Regions from separate parts of the Mus musculus genome. Here region 2 is linked to region 1. Evidence: chromatin contacts called from public Hi-C data. All regions are on one chromosome and are shown on one strand. The core of a region is the stretch at or near the end of the contact, and the rest is flanking DNA. Distances in the headings are between cores, read along the strand shown. Region 1 has its middle 37 kb from the start of Tox2. Region 2 has its middle 11 kb from the start of Gtsf1l.

What was found. A called contact is a pair of places that touch in the nucleus more often than the background predicts.
Region 2: a contact with region 1 is called in a Hi-C map of the N1E-115 cell line, with 5 times the contacts expected there. The contact joins two enhancer-like sites. A contact is called at or near these places in 1 of 15 datasets of contacts at CTCF or cohesin (CD8 T cells), 17 of 484 Hi-C or Micro-C datasets (CD8 T cells, the N1E-115 cell line, bone marrow-derived DN3 thymocytes and 11 more), 3 of 115 datasets of contacts at active chromatin or transcription factors (CD8 T cells, embryonic stem cells and regulatory T cells) and 1 of 9 other capture datasets (embryonic tail).

Annotation. Positions count from the first base shown.
Region 1 is chr2:163,165,082-163,167,957 of GRCm38.p6, reverse strand. No RefSeq gene overlaps it. Among named protein-coding and RNA genes, the nearest start is that of Tox2, 37 kb to the left of the region's middle. Within about 2 kb of position 1,412, at least 28 of the 459 cell types and tissues checked have an H3K27ac peak or open chromatin away from gene starts, as enhancers often do. A contact at or near this core is called in the N1E-115 cell line and liver, where this site is marked.
Region 2 is chr2:163,099,260-163,102,135 of GRCm38.p6, reverse strand. No RefSeq gene overlaps it. Among named protein-coding and RNA genes, the nearest start is that of Gtsf1l, 11 kb to the right of the region's middle. Within about 2 kb of position 1,430, at least 21 of the 459 cell types and tissues checked have an H3K27ac peak or open chromatin away from gene starts, as enhancers often do. A contact at or near this core is called in the N1E-115 cell line and liver, where this site is marked.

The sequences.
Region 1 (2,876 bases), core at 163-2,662:
ATGTAACCATGGCGACACAATATGTAACCAACACACCTGGCACAGACCGACCCTTAGCCAGGACAACCTCTCTCCAGGGTCCAGGCCCTGCTGCTCGCAATATGTCTTCTCTATCAATAGGCCATGTCTGTATTTTGTCTTCTGGGTCCCTTGTAGGCATTTGCTTTTGCAGCCTCTGACCAATGTACGTTTCACAGATGCCCTGACTGGCCTGATGGTCAGGGAGCCAGGGAATCAGTTAGCAGCATCCCAGAATCCCCCATCTCATTGGCCAGGTTGTTTTCCTGTGAACACACAGCCTGCCTGCCTGCATTACACTCCTCAGGAGACCTCCAAGATAATGGATCTCTAGGTCTCCATCCACCTCTGTGCGGTTTCAGGTGATGCCAGCAGAGCCCAGAGTTTTAGTTCCCCTATCCATAAAATGGGTATGATGTTACAAGACGGGGTCAAGGTGAACAACTTAAGGAGCCACTGGCTGGTCTCACCTGAATGTCCCCTCCTGTCTACAGATGCTGTGAGGCCAGGGGAACAGAATAGGAGCACAGCTAGGTAGCATGAGAAAGAATGCCACTGTCACTCAGCTGCCTGTTTTTATGTTATGTCTTCACCCACAGAATTCTTACACAAAACACCTCAGTTTCTCCTAAGCATGCGGATGCCTCCTGCTCACCCTACTCCTTGGAGTACCCCTGGACCCCAGCTGTGTGTCTATGAGGAGAGAGAAAGGGGTTTGCCACCATCAGAGAAGTGACTATGTAACAGGATGTACAAAGGTTTAAATGACCTTACTTCTGACCCCCTCACTCTGACCCCTTAACCATGCAGATAAAATCTGGAAGGGAGAAGTGTAACCACCTTTACAAAAGGGCTACGGTCTGCACGGTGCAAACATTAGACGCCCTCGGAGTGGGCTCCTTCTCCTTGCCCAGCCTCAGTGTCCTTATCTGTAAAATGGGGCAGTCACAGCACAGCCTCCACCATGGGGATGTCCAGAAGATTAAATGAAGTCATATCTAGTGTACTAACTATATGGCTGACACCTGGCCGCCTACCCAAGGGCCAGAGTAAGAGACAAACGTCCAGGAAGTTGGAGGGGGCGCTCCAGTTTCACCTCTATACCCTAAATTCTCAGAGTTGCAAGGCTGGGTCTTCCAACCCATTTCTCAAAGGGTCCCACCTTCCAGCTCTCCGCTGTACTGGAAGCCATCTGGTGAAGCAGGCTTGCAGCCACAGGTGAGCAAGAGTTAATGGGCCTCTGACCCACTTTTCTAGCAGACTCATTACCTCATCATTAGCCTTGAAGAGAAGATAGTGGCAGCTGATTAGCAGACGCTGTCATAGCTGGAAGAGGGTAGGATCTGAGTCATCTGCCCACTGCCAGTGAACTCTGACCTCAGCAACTGATGCCAGAATCAGGCAGAATGAATTCACTGACCCCATTACGGTGTCTGCCTCTCCTGCATTCCCTAGGGAAGCACGATGCTACCCCATCTCAGCCTGCCCTGGCTTCTGAGTGATTTCAGACAACTCTGTGAGATGGAAGAAAAGGGACAGGCTGCCAGCTCTCCCTACCAGGAACCTAGTGACGCTCACTGACACTCCTAGACCAGGTTAGAAGCTGTGCAGCCATCCCTGCCTGAGTGAAAGGGCAGGATCTCTTCCGGGAGACCGGCTGGGGCCACTCTGCAGAGTGGAACCAGAACCTGCACATCTCCCACGCCTACGTGATGAGGGAGGGGACAAGCGTTGTCAGCGGGACTCACTCCCCAGATCATGTCACTGGGTCTTAGTGGAACCCAGGTTCAGACCACAGAGCAGTGCTGTCAAAGGTGACAACCACTCATTTTTAAACACTCCGACTGTGGGCAGCATCGGGGTAAAATATACAGGAGTCGTCTCAGACACTACCAAAAGACAAGAGCAGAAAAGATCTCATTAATAAATTTCTACTCGGATTGCATGCTGAAATGAGGATATTTTAAGTGTGTTGCAATAAATAGAATGTGGTGCTAAAATCCATTTCACATTTCGTTGTATGTTTTTAATAGAGCTGCCGAGATTATAAAGTTCTGGATGTGGTAAGCATCCTGCGTCAATAAACAGCAGGCTTTTGCCCTAGAGATTTCCACACTGGAGTTTTTCTTTTTGCCACAGCTAGCTAGCTGCAGGTTCTTTTCACTCTGCCCAGAAAGGAATCACTGGTAAGCACAGAGAAAGTCCCTTCGGGTTGGTGGCCCCGAGTTCCAAAGACTGCTGAGCTGAGCTTCCAAACCCTGGGGATCCAGGCTGTGAGCCTTCAGACCTGGAGACTGGTAGTAGCTCCAGGACCCCCAGCCTGTGGCTTCCTGCTCAGGCAGGAACTTATTCTTCTGGTCACAGAATGCCAGCACTCACAGCTCCTCTTAGGGCTTCTGAGTGTTGATGTCAGGACCCACAATGCTTTAGCCCTTGGTGGCTCTCTGAAATCTGCCAGTGACCAAGGTTTGCAAACATTATCCTGTCTTTGTACTGTCTTCTTTGCTCTCTGGGATTCTTCAGCTGTCTCCTACTGTTGATCTATGGGGTTGCCTAGGTGGTTTGAATGAGAATCTCGAGAATGGCCCCCATAGGTTGTTTTGGAAAGGACTAGGAGGAGTGGCCTTGTTGGAGGAGGTGTTATCTCTGGGGGCGACTTTGAAGTTTCAAAAGACATCACCATTCCCAGGTTAGGAGGGAGGGAGAGGGAGGGAGAGGGAGGGAGAGGGAGGGAGGGAGGGGGAGAGAGAGAGAGAGGGAGGAAGGGAAGGAGGGAGGGAGGGAGGGAGGGAGGGAGAGAGAGAGAGAGAGAGAGAGAGAGAGAGAGAGAGAGAGAGAGTGAGAGAGAGACTTGCTTC
Region 2 (2,876 bases), core at 181-2,680, 66 kb after region 1:
CCAACTGCCAGCTGTCCACCCCACTTAATGTTGGTCATGCACACACACAGAGACCATGAACTCAGGCCCCCCCGGGGGGGGGGGCGCTGGTTAGGCTCACCTCCCCTTCTCCCAGGAGCACTGCTCTCCAAATTGTCAAGCGTCTGCTGTCCAAATCCCCAAGCTGCCACCTCGGCCCACCCACAGCCTCTAAGACACTAATGGAGTAGGTTTAAATCTCTTCTCCCTCTCTCCCTCTCTCCCCCTTTCCCCCCCCCTCCCCTCTTCCCCCTCTCTCTCCAGTTGTCAAATGCCCAGATAACTTTGGAGGGAAGTGTGTCCCAGACTTCAGTCCCAAGGAATAAATTCCTCCCTATTGAGCTGATCTCCGGCCCATAGTAGAGACCGGGGAAGTGCTGCCCTCTGGTGGTGTATGGATGCGTAGCAGCAGCGGGCTTCCCAAATTGAGGTCAGTCGCGAGGGTCCCCTACCAGCTAGTGACCTCCTGGTCGCTGGGTACCCGTGTCAGCGCGAAGCTCCTGGTTTAGTCTTTGATGCTGCCATAACTCCTTCATTATCGGTGTTCCCAAACTTCAGACTTTTGAGTACTACCAGTTCTATTTCTGTGCCACAACTAAATGTATTTGTGAGAATAATCTACTGTAAAAGAGAGCCAAGAGGGGCTAGCAGGGTAGTTCAGTGGTGACCTCTTGCCATGAAAGCACAGTGTGCTCAGCTCAAGCCCCAACACCACAGAAACAACAACAACAAAGCAACCTGAGTTCCGGCAGTACCTGGGAAAACCAATTCCATGTGCTATGGCAGAGGAGGAAGACAGAGAAGCGGAGAACATAACTGAAGACAAAAATCGGGATTGACATTTAAAAACAAGCCTCTTGTGACGTTTGACAGCTCATCCTACAAAGGTACCCGGCACCAAGCTCTGTCATCCTGACTTTGATCTCCAGGCCTCACTTGGTGGGTGAAGCACAGCGGCTTCACACATACACACACACACACACACACACACACACACACACACACACACACCACGCGCATGCACGCACATACATGTGCTACATGGCACATTGTGCACCCACAAGCTGAATAAATAAATCATTTAAAACAACTTTAAAAATTAAAACATAAATATTTCCATTTTGGGAAAAGAAAAAAAAAAAAGCACTGTGTCCTGGATTTGAGCACTGATAGGTTCTGGGTCACAGAAGCACCCGGGTCATTAAAAAGCCATTGTTGGCCAGGCCACAACATCCACAATGCAATGAAGACAGAAATGTCACACCCAAGGTAAACAAAAACCAATCACTTGGAAATGTATTTCCTAATTGCTCAGCTCAAACAAAGGAAGAGAATGTCAGTTATAAGCAGTTCAGAGCGTAGCGGGAGCTGGAACCTCAGGCAGAGAAACTTGGGGAACTAACCAAAACCAACACCCCTTTCCCCATCGCTACAGGACTTTGTCATTAAACAAGGAAGTTGGAAAATAAACAAAGCGTGTAACCCAGGAGGGAAAACAAGCATTGAGAGAAAGCTGGGGAGAAAAGCAAAACAACAAACATTAAGTTCATGAGGCAGAGCAGGTAAGAGGAAGCCAGCCTCACGCGCAGCTTCTTGAAAACAGCTGGGAAGGGCCCGGGTTTGTGGACACCCAATTTTAAAAGCAGGGGGAGAGTGAAGGCAGCTTAGTACCGGGTACGGAGTAGAGTTTTAATGACAAGAGAATAGCCTGCATGGAGAGAGGTGGCTCAGGAGTCAGGAGCACAGGCTGGTCTTGCAGAGGACCCAATTACGGTTCCTAGGACCTATGTCCAGAGACACACAGCTGCCTATAACTCTAAAGGACCCCAGGCTCTTTTCTGCACCTCCAGGGGCATCTGTACTCACAGTGCACAGACACCCACATAGACACACAATCGACAAATAAAATAAGTTAGTAGCGTAGGAAGTCCATTGTCGGTAGGAGGTGCCCTTAGAGCTCACCAGGGACTCAGATGAGTAGGAAATGCTTGGCCCTGCCCCCTGGCTGACAGCTGACGCTGCTAGGAAGCCTGCTGTGTGACCGAGTCTCTGATTATAAACTGGAATATGCACAGAATTTTCACCCTGGGTCGAGGCCAGGCGACATCTACCTGCTTCCTCCTAAGTAAGGTCCAGATCCACCAAGGTTCCCCTAGGGGACCAATGAGTTTATTAACGTTACTTACAGAACAAGGCAGGGGGCTAGAGATAGAAATGTGGGTGGCCTGAAAGCAGCTACACGGGATGATGGCTTCCTCAGAGCTGTGCGGATGGTGCCCCCTCCCCTGACCCATGGATTTTCATTTTGGGGGAAGCTGTTTCTACGCAGTCTGAATCTTCCCCTCTCTGTGCCCATGTTAGCAGCTGTTGGTGCCCATGTTAGCAGCTGTTGGTGGCATCTCTTGGAAAAAGATGCAAGGCAGAGGAGAGCAGCTCTGATCTCACCTACATTACGGGTCCTCTCTATGTGGACAGGTCTGGAAAGCACTACCCAGACAGATGTGTGCACATCCTGCTCTCTGCTCAGGTTACCATGGTGAGCAACCTCTCAGGTCCCAGACTCAGAAAAAAAAAAAAAATGCTAGGAGCAGGCTAGAGGCTGGAGGACCACTCAAGACATCTTTTAGAAGCACAGGCACTCTGATCTCCCTTTGTCACTAATGGACTTAACATCTGCTCGCTGCGCTAATGTGTGTTTGGCCATTAAACACCCTAAGAGCCTACCTCCTACGATGCGGTTTCCAGGGTAGATGAATTGCTACCAATGCTGTCTCCGTATGTGGCCTTTCAGGGGTCCGAAACTGCAGCCTGGGTCCCTGGTCATGAAAAGGCACCTTCTGGGTTGTATGGAGCAAGAG